Regions from separate parts of the Sus scrofa genome. Here region 2 is linked to region 1. The links are chromatin contacts, called in public promoter capture Hi-C maps. All regions are on one chromosome and are shown on one strand. The core of a region is the stretch at or near the end of the contact, and the rest is flanking DNA. Distances in the headings are between cores, read along the strand shown.

Region 1 (5,034 bases), core at 1,168-3,667:
CCGGGGCTGGTGCAGACAGACTACGGCAGGAAAACCCCCACACCAAGAGAAGGGGTAGGGAAGACAGTGAAAAACACTGGGGGGTCTCAATCCTTTGAGCAGAAAACTCAGCAAACACTCAAGTACGTCTTCCTCCTTCCTCTGCAACCCCCAACCCCCAGCCTCTCCCAAGCGCAGCTCCTGTCACCTCTTAAATCTGTGTCCACCAGCTATATGCCAACAGTCCTCAAACCCATCTAGGCCAGCTCTCTACTAAGCTGCAGAACTGTGTTGACAGCAGCCCACTAGCTATCTCCACCAAGACATCCAAACTCCCCCAAACTTTAACTCCATATTTAATTCAGGATCCTTCCTACAACCAGGCCTCTCCTGGCTCCTCTCGGGGAAACAGCACTTTGAAGCCCACACATGATTTACAAGCTCTCTGCCTTTGCTTTCATCTGCCGGGAATGCCCACCCTCAGCGTGCCCAGGATGAGTGCTTCCGCAGTCTCCCTGGGACGTGCCTTGGGCCCCGCCGCCCTGTTAGGGTAATCTTGTCACACTCAGTCCCTCCTCCAATGGACTGCGAGCAACATGAGGCTAATTCCATCCTTCAGCATGGTGTCTGACACTGGTGTTTAGTAAATGACGAACATGGTGGTATGTCAGAGCTAAGCCTGGAGACTGACGCTCCCCAGGTAGGTGACTGGAAGGGCATCCGTGAGCGGACACAGGATTCAGCGAGTTAGGAAAGCTAGTATTCTGCAACAGGGCCAGGGCACAGCATTGCTGGGGACTGAGGCAAGACATCAGGCGCTAGGACAGCACTAAGAAGGGGTCGCATCTCAGAGGAGCTACCAAGGCACCACTTCTGCTATTTCCTGAAGGACAGAGGGAGTCTGTGAGGTCAGTTGCGGAGGGAGAGTACACAGGAGCACAACAATCTGAGCAAGTGCCGCGCATCCTGGGCATATGTATGGAGGGAATATGAAGGAGAGGGTGGCTAGGTCACCCAGGCTGAGCCAGAGGTGGCCCTTCCCGAAAACTCTCCAAGTCTAGGCTGCCCCACCCACCCCAGCACCTCGCACTTCATTCACCTTCTAACGACTCCCAAATGCACACTCCAGGCCAGACCTCCCATCGAAGCCCAAACTCAAGTTACAACCTCCTTCTTCAACACCACGGGGATACCTTAGCCAGAATTCATATTGGACAGGTCCACAACGGACACTAGAGAGATCAAGAAGGCTGGAATTTGAGCAGAAAAATAAAGAGCTCCCCTTTAAATACATTAAATCTGAGAAGCCTGTGTGACATCTAACTGGAATGTCAAGCTGAGCAGCTGGATACATAAAACAGATTCGGATAAAAGATTGGGATGGAAATACAAATTGGGGCAGGAATAGGAGAATAAATACACCGAGGAGCTGTTCTCATACAAGTGATACTTAAAATCATGGAAATAAATGAGATGGTTTAGGAGAAACGTGTAAAAAGATGACTCAGGCCACCCCCTGAGGCATTCAACACTGAGACTGGATAAGAGAAAGAGTAGCAATGAAACCAGAAGAAAATCAGAACACCAAAACCTGCTTCTAAAAAAGAGGATATGGTCAACCCAACAAATGCTGCTGAGGTGAATAAGATGACACTTCTGGTGACCCTTGGATTTGGTAGGAGGGAGGTCTTTATTGATCAAGACAAAAGCTCCGTCCAAGTGGGCTGAGGAGTGAAAGTGAAGGGCAGAAATGGAGCGGACAGCTCCTTGATGAGATCTAGACACAGTGGTCAAGTATAGGGAAAAAAAATAAAATGCTGACAAGATGGAACACAGCAGCAGCTCGAAACTTGGTTTGAAAATCTAACATAAGAAATCCTTCTTACATCGCGGATCGCGATCTCTCACACACCCAAACGTGAACACAAATGCTATTCTACTCTATTAGAGAAAAATGCTGGTCAACACCCACTAAATCAATTTCAAGGCTCACTAATAGGTAGCGACCAATTATGACAGCTCCAGGCTAATCAAATAAAGGATAATTTGGAGGAGCAGAGATGGGGCTGGGAAAAAAGAAACGAGCTTGAGGGCAAGTGCAGTCAGAGTGCCGGATGGACACGCACCAGGAGGCGGCGGGGCAGCCCGGCAGCCCCAGCCCCGCTTCACTCCCCGGGGGCGCTCTCACCTCCTCCAGATATTCGCCCAGCTGGGCCGCCACGTCCACCTCCCAGTTCTTGGTGAGGTCGCGGATGGGCTGCAGGAGGTGGGCGAAGCGCGCCTCCACGTCCTCCATGTCTGGGAGGGGACGGGTCCGCCCCGGGACGGCAGGGCCGGCTTAAAAGTAGCCAGTATGCTCAGCCCGCCACTAGTTCTGGCGCCATTTTGCTGTTCCCGCCCAGGAAACTACGTAGGGGCGCGGCAACGTGCGCACATCTATGACGTAGCATGGCCGAAGAGCGCCGGAAGTGTCTGAAGGCGCGCCAGAAGTGGGGCCTGCGTGGGGGCGGGGCCTTGTCTGCGTGGGGCGGGAAGGGGCGGGGCTTGCAGCCGCCACTGGCGGGGCGGGGAGGACCCCTGGGCTCCAGTCCAGCCCGCCGCGTAGCGGACATGGCGGGCTCCCGGCTCCCTCGGCATCTCTTTCTCCAGGGCGTGGCTGCCATCTTCATGTTCGCCTTCGCTTCCCTCTACACGCAGATCCCGGGTGAGGGCACCGAGGGCGGGACCCCCCCTGGGCGGGACCCCCCCTGCGTCCTTTGACCTCTCATCTACCCACCAGACACTTGGTTATCTGGGGGCAGGAGTGAGGTCCAGGCCTTGCTACGTGGGGTGCTGCTGTTTGTGTCCTGCGGGCCGCGGGAGTGTGGGTGGTGGGAAGGCGTGCAGTGGTCCGTTTTCAGTAGGAGTCTGGGTTCTGACCTGGGACGCAGGGCGGAGGTCTGAGTCGGCGGGGCTGAGGGGGACATACAAGGCGGGCAGGTTAGGGAAAAGACACTGACCTGGAGGAGTGGGAAATAGGGTCTGCCACGTGGAAGGTCCTGACTTGGGTGTCGGGTAGGCCTTCTGGGGCCTGACCTGGGTGGGGGGTTCTGGAGCGTCTGCTGGCCTTGACCTGGGGAGGCAGATCTGCAGCCCTGGACTGGTGGGGAATCCAGCCTTGAAGGACAGAGTCCAGGGCCTGGCCCTGACGTGCCCTCCCACAGGCCTGTACGGCCCTGAGGGCATCCTACCTGCACGGAGAACGCTGCGGCCGCAGGGAAAGGGACGTTGGCAGCAGCTGTGGGAGACCCCAACGCTGCTGTGGGAGGCACCACGTCTTGGGCTGGACACGGCGCAGGGCCTAGAGCTGCTGAGTCTGCTAGGCACCCTGCTAGCCCTGGGAGCACTGCTGCTAAGCCAGCTGCGCCATCTCCTAACCTACCTGCTGCTCTGGGCCGCCTACCTGTCTGTCTGCCAGGTAAGTGGAGCTGCCTGCTGCCCCCTTGCACTCCTGGGAACCTTATCACCAAACTCACTTCAGGCCCTTTCACCCCCTACCCCGCCCCTGCCTGGCCTGCCTTGTAGACACACACCCCTGCTCCCTGACAGCCCTTCTCCTTGCAGGTGGGCCAGGTGTTTCTTTATTTCCAGTGGTGAGTGACTATGGGTGTGGGGCTGCAGCAGACTGGCTGCCTGGGATGGGATGGGGTGGGGTGGGGTGTGTTTGTCTCTCCTGGGGGCACCCCCTGAGGAGAGCAGCCCAAATGGGGAAAAGGCCCTTTGTGCTGCTTTCTCTCCCCATAGGGACTCCCTGCTCCTGGAGACTGGCTTCCTGGCAGTGCTGGTGGCACCTCTAAGGCAGCCCCCCCACCGCAAGCAGGCGCCCCAGAGCAAGCTGGCAGGGGCCTCACCCCACGAAGGCCTCTCCTTCTGGCTTGTGCGCTGGTTGCTGTTTCGCCTCATGTTTGCCTCGGGTGTGGTCAAGCTGACCAGCCGTTGCCCTGCGTGGTGGGGGCTCACGGGTGAGGACCCCTGCCAGGACCTGGTGGGGGGGGGTCCTCAGGGCTTCACCCAGTCCTGACCACCTGCCTGTCGCCTGCAGCCCTCACCTACCACTATGAGACACAGTGCCTGCCCACGCCTGCTGCCTGGTTTGCCCACCACCTGCCCGTCTGGCTGCACAAGCTCAGCGTGGTGGCCACTTTCCTCATTGAGATTGCAGTGCCTCCTCTGTTCTTCGCTCCCATCCGTCGTCTGCGCCTGGCTGCCTTCTACTCCCAGGTGGGTGGGGTCCATCAGGAAGACAGGTAGGACATCAGGCAGGACATGGCCTTCTTCTGCACTGCCCAGCAGGTCCCACGGGGGATGGGGTGTTTGCTGCCAGCAGCTGAAAGGCCCCATGGCAGGGGAAGGAGTTAGCCCGGGGTGTACAGGTGTGCCTGTGGGGCTGGAGGAGGTCCGCCTTGGGTCAGCAGGGGCCAGGGCGGGCACATGAGGTGCTGAGCTTGGGGTCTCTCCAGGTGGTGGTGGGGAGCCACAGAAGGCATGAGCAGGGGGAGAGGACAGGTGGAGTGGGGACAAGAGGCCAAGGGTGTGGGTGCCTGCAGGAGAGATGGAGGTGTGGGGTGCAGGGGGGCCTGGAAGCAGCTGCCAGGGGCTCTGAGTCCAGCCCCTTCCCAGGTCCTGCTGCAAGTCCTGATTATCCTCACTGGCAACTATAACTTCTTCAACCTGCTCACCCTGGTGCTCACCACCGCCCTCCTGGACGATGTACACCTGCTGGCCGAGTCTGGCAGCAGCCGGCGCAAGAAGATGCCCACCTGTGAGTGTCAGCCTCCCCCATACAGACAGCCGTCTTCACCCCCGCCATCCACCAGGGTGTCGCCAGCACCTCCCAGACAACCCTGACCTGCTGCCACCCCAGCCCCCTGGCCATAGAACCCCCCCCAGCCCTGTTCCCAGCTGACCCATGACTGTCTTGCCCTGCAGCCTGGCCCAGGGCTCTGCTGGCTATGCTGGCCCTGCTGCTGGAATTGGCCATCTACGGGCTGCTGGCCTACGGCATGGTGCACTGCT
Region 2 (5,034 bases), core at 1,289-3,788, 450 kb after region 1:
AAATAAGACGTCTGTACGCGCACGCGCGTCGGGCAGGCGGGCAGCGGAGGCCGGGACGTCGCAGTGCTTGTGCAGACGTGCCCGACCAACACCGACACACGCGGGTGGGGCGGGGGCACGAGGGGCCTGTGCCCGGTGAGATGAGGCCACGGGACGCGGGGGCGCTCCTGGTCCAGCACGGCAGACGCGGAGGCGCCGCCGGAGCAGCACGGGAGAGGGACGGTCTGGGGTCAAGGACCGGCCCTGGGCAGGCGGGACCTGGCTTGGACCCGAGTGTTATTGGACGCACAGAGCTTGAGAAAACCAAGTCCCGTGAGAGCAGCGTTCGAAAAGGCACTCAAAGCAAAGGAACCGGCCGGTGCCAAAGGCAAAGGTCACCAGGGGTCAGAGATCGCTGCTTTCGCAAGGAGCAGAGAGCTCAGGCAGAGGGACTCCACGGCAGGGCCCGCGAGGGCAGGGATCCCTCGGGCTCGCACGAGCCAGGTGCCGGCCCCCTCCTCACAAGCTCTCGCTGCTGGAGGTGGTGCTGGCGCCGTCGTCGGTGTCCAGGGCGCAGAGCCGCAGGTCACGGCTCTCTGGGGTGCCCTCCTCCTCTGCCCCCAGCATCCAGGGGTGGGCAGAGATCTGGTCCAGCGAGGGCCGCTCCGAGGGCCGCAGGGACAGACACCACTGAATGAGCTGCTGGCACTCTGCGGAGAAGGGGCGGGGAGACCATCAGGGCGAAGCTGGGGCCGAGCCTCCGGTGCCCCTGCGCCCCGCGGGCCCAGCCTCTCCACGCACCTGGGGAGACCCTCCTGCGGAAGAAGACGCGGCCCCGGAGAATCTCCTCGTCCTGCTCAAAGGGAATGTCCCCGCACACCATGTCATAGAGCAGCACGCCCAGCGACCACACGGTGGCCGAGCGCCCGTGGTAGCGGTGGTAGCGGATCCACTCGGGAGGGCTGTACACGCGGGTGCCTGAAGGACACGCAGGAGTCAGCACGGTGCCCCCCCCCTCCGGGACGGCGCCCCAGGAGGCTGGCGGGCCCCCGCGACACCCGGCCCCCGCGCCCGCTCTCCGCCCTGGAAAAACCCCGGCGGGCGTGGCCTCCCGGCGCCCCGCCCCCCAGCTGGCCCCGCGCGGGAGGCGGTCACATGGGCTCGGGCTCGGGTTTCACAACAAACAGATGTGAGCCGAGGAGACGCGGGGGGAGGGGCGGGGAGCCCCGGCGGACCCGGCTCCGCAATGCGGGGATTTCTGCGCGGCGGCGGCCCAGTGCTCCGCCCGCGCCCCCAACGGCCCCAGGCCCCACTCTGGCCCGCACGCGAGGGAGCCGGCGCGGCGCGGCACGCGCGCGCGGCCCCAACAGTCGCCAGCCGCTCGGCCCGCCACGCGGGGTGGGCGCTCACCGTCGAAGTCGGTGTAGACCGTGTCGCGGAGCAGCGCGCCCGAACCGAAGTCGATGAGCTTGAGCTCGCCCGAACGCAGGTCCACCAGCAGGTTCTCGTCCTTGATGTCGCGGTGCACGACCCCGCAGCTGTGGCAGTGGCGCACGGCGGCCAGCACCTGCGCGAAGAAGCGGCGCGCCAGGGCCTCGTCGAGCGCGCCGCGCTCCGTGATGAAGTCGAAAAGGTCCTGCGCCGGTTCAGGTCGCTCGAGTACCAGCAGGAAGCCGTCAGGCCGCTCGAACCAGTCCAGCAGGCGGATGACCCCGCGCGCGCCGCCGGCCGCGCCCACCTTGCGCAGCAACACCACCTCCAGGGGCACAGCCGCGCCGGCCTGAGGGAGACGGCGGTCAGCGGGTTCCGCCCGGCGCCCGCGTCCGGCGCCCCCGCTCCACCCGGCACCCCCGCCAGCACTTACGATGCTGCCCCACTCGGTCACCCGCTCCTTCACCACGTGCTTCACGGCCACCTGGGGGTAGGGAACCAGTTGGTCAGGCCGGGAGGACGCAACGAGACGCGCGGGCCGAGAATCCCGGGTGCCCGGAGGCCCGACTCACCGGGAGCCCGTCGGCGATGCGGCTGCCCGCGTAGACGGTGCCAAAGCCGCCGCTGCCCAGCACGGCGCCCACCTGGTACACTTTCTCGAAGCTTTCCTTATCCGCCTTGGCTGTGGAGAACGAGCGGGCGGCGTTGGTACGACCCAGGACCCGGGACCCTCGACCCCAGTGCGTCTCCAGACCCCCGGGCCCCGCCTACCTGGCTGCAGGATCTTCACGGGGAGATGGTCCACGCCGCCTGGTCCGCACAGGTGCGCCAGGGAGCCGAACTTGGAGAGCAGCATCGCGGGCGGCGGCGGGGCGCGGGCCCCCAGCCCCGGCCTCCGCGCCTCCTCTCGCTCGGCTCGGCTCGGCTCCCCGCGCCGCGGCGGACGTGGGAGGACGGCCTGCTCGGGCCGCGCTGTGCCCGGATCCGGACAGCGGATGGGTGCGCCGAAGCGCCGGCCTCGGAGCGCGGGCCCGCTCGGGCGAGGCCGTCCGCGCGGCTCAGTGCCCGACCGAGCCCCGTGGGGACCGCGACAACACGCAGCAGGCCGAGCCGTTCACACGCCCCAGCCGCCTCGCTCGGGGTTTTGGGCCGCAGCGGCGCGTATCCCTCCGCGGGAGGGCGGGGCGAGCGGGGACCCCGCCCCCTTCCGGCGGGGCCGCGCGGCAGGGGTTGCCCCTGGAACTCGCGATGCTGCCAAGGCGACGGCCAGACGCGGCCGGCGCGCTTTCCCGGGTGGGCGGGGGCTGGCAAGCAGGGGTCGCGGCGAGCTGCTGGGACTAGCTGGAGGGAGCGGAGCCGCGGAGGCGCACGGCGCGGCGTGGCGCGTCACTACTCCTCCGCGTTCTAACGCACGCACACACGCGCGCGCGCTCCCGTGCGGGCCGTGGCGCGGGCGCTCTCACACACGTGGCGCGCGCACGCGCGCACGCGCAGCTCCCGCGCGGGCCGCGGCTCTCGAGTGCGGGGCGGAGCCCCGGGAGCCAATAGGAGCCGGCGTTCGCAAAGGGCACGGGGCCCAGCCAATGGCGGCGCGGAGGCGGGACCGAACCTTGTCGGCTCCGCCCCAGACCGGACCGGGAAGGTCACCCGCTGCACCCACCTGGCGCTGGCTGCTCAGCTGCGAACTCGGCGGCGGGGACCAAAGGAACCGCTGGGTGCGGGAGGCTCTCCCCGCCGCCCAGGGATATGCCCGTGCCAGCCCGGCAATCCGCGCACCCGGCCATGCGGATGGGCCGGCGCGGCGGGCGCCGACCCCACCTGGGGAACCCTCTCCACCCTGTCGACCCCAGCCCACCATTCTTACCCGGGCTTGACCTCAGAGCCGCATCCCGAGGGCCTTCTCTGACCACTCCTCCCTCCCTAGAACCTTTGCCCCTGGTGTCCTCCTGGAGCGCCATCCCCTGCTCTCCACCCACTTGACTGCCGTCCAGGCCCAGGCGATGTCCGACTCTACCAGGGAGGCTACCTTGACAGCCACTGTCACGGCCCTGGCCAGTCGCAGGCCTTCATGGCCCTGGGCTGGACCTGAGCCTTTCCTCTGCCTTCTGTACTGTACAGATTCCTCCAGCCTCGCGGGTTGCCGACCTCAGCCCAAGGTCCGGGGCCTGAGCAGCCCAGGTGTGAACAGCTGTCTGCCAGCCCCAGTGGCTGAGGCCAGGAGGTCCACTGCCTCCCACAGCCATCCAGAAAGGGCTCGGGGTTGAGGGAGCCAAGAAGCAAAAGAACTGACTCTTCTGGCCTCGCAAGGGCTCAGGCCAGGCTGGGGTCTAACCATGGCAACCACATCAGTCCCATGTCCCTGAGCCCATCTGAGATTGCCTTCAGGTGTGACTCCCAAGCACGTGTGCTCACCTGCCTCAGGGGCCTCAGCCGGCCTGCAGGCTCCCTGAGCACACCCAGCTTTCCCCACCCCAGGTCACACCCCTTCACTGCCCCCATCCCTGTCCCAGAACCAAGAGCGGACCCTCCACCGGTACAGCTCCTAGGTTCCTATCTTACTGAGGCTCTGACACCACCCTCCCGCAACACGGACCCATGAAGGCAGGACCAGGGCTCCTCAGGGGTTCGGATCTGAGAGTGCGGCAGTGGGATGCAGGGATTGCTGTCTTCTTGTGGGTTGTTCCGGAGGCCCCGATGGTGGTCCTCAGCGCCTTCCTCCTGGGTCAAGTTGTTACAGGCTCCTGGACCTGCAGCCTGTCCTGGGGCTGGGAGGCTGGGAGAGCTAGAGGATTCTGGGTCTAGGTCTCAAGATGTGGTTCTCAGGGCAGTTGCAACTCAGGCGACAGGGACTAAAGTCCCCAGTGGCCTCCCTTGTGGGCCCCCAGGTCCCCTGTGTGAACCTCCAGGCCAGTTCTCAGGTGCCCTGCTCAGTGTGCCCAGCAGCTCCTTGGCCTTAGAAGGCCAGCATCCCCGGCAGGAGGGCCACCCCCTGCACATCTCCCAGCTCCGGAGCCTTGATCTGAAGACCCCGAGTCTCGCCAAACTCAGAACAACTTCTCATCCTTCAAAAAGGAGCCAGCCCCCCCCCCCCCCATTCTGGAGGTGGGCTAACTGACTGCGGAAGCCTTTGGAAGGCTCTGGGAGTGGGGAGGGGTTCCCTGACTGGTCTGGGGGTGGAAGGCAGAGCAGGAGGCAGGCACTTTCTGGAGCTGGAGTTTGACTCAGGCTTCATCTCCTTTTTTTTTTTTTTTTTTTTTGTTTTTTGGTGTGTGTGTTTTTAGGGCTGCCCCTGCGGCACATGGAGATTCCCAGGCTAGGGATTGAATCAGAGTTGTGGCCGCCAGCCTACACCACAGCCATAACACCAGGTCTGAGCCGCGACTGCGACCTACACCATAGTTCACAGCAATGCTGGATCTTTAACCCTCTGAGCGAGGTCAGGGATCGAACCCGTGTCCTCGTGGATACTAGTCGGGTTTGTTAATAGCTGAGCCATGATGGAAACTCCAGCATTCATCTCTTCTAGACTCTCCTGTGTGGTGTCTGTGTGCTGTTGTGTGTGCCTCTGGGTGTGTGTGTCCTGCATGGACTGTGAGCTCCCCAAGGGTCAGAATGGACCTGGAT

Evidence for each region. Promoter capture Hi-C pulls out the DNA fragments that hold promoters and counts their contacts.
Region 2: a contact with region 1 is called in a promoter capture Hi-C map of fetal liver, with 3 times the contacts expected there. The contact joins the promoter of PIM3 here to the promoter of NCAPH2 in region 1. A contact is called at or near these places in 1 of 5 promoter capture datasets (fetal liver) and 1 of 2 datasets of contacts at active chromatin or transcription factors (alveolar macrophages).

Annotation. Positions count from the first base shown.
Region 1 is chr5:231,074-236,107 of Sscrofa11.1, forward strand. NCAPH2 (non-SMC condensin II complex subunit H2) reads right to left here and starts at 2,418. Exons shown (of 20, transcript NM_001206363.1): 1 at 2,168-2,418. The coding sequence starts at 2,275. It overlaps LMF2 (lipase maturation factor 2), which reads left to right and starts at 2,590. Exons shown (of 14, transcript NM_001206379.1): 1 at 2,590-2,683; 2 at 3,183-3,436; 3 at 3,583-3,611; 4 at 3,763-3,980; 5 at 4,061-4,239; 6 at 4,639-4,780; 7 at 4,948-5,034. The coding sequence starts at 2,590.
Region 2 is chr5:678,152-683,185 of Sscrofa11.1, forward strand. It overlaps PIM3 (serine/threonine-protein kinase pim-3), which reads right to left and starts at 2,539. Exons shown (of 6, transcript XM_021091349.1): 1 at 2,182-2,539; 2 at 1,983-2,092; 3 at 1,844-1,894; 4 at 1,390-1,759; 5 at 781-957; 6 at 1-689. The coding sequence starts at 2,266. The coding sequence ends at 499.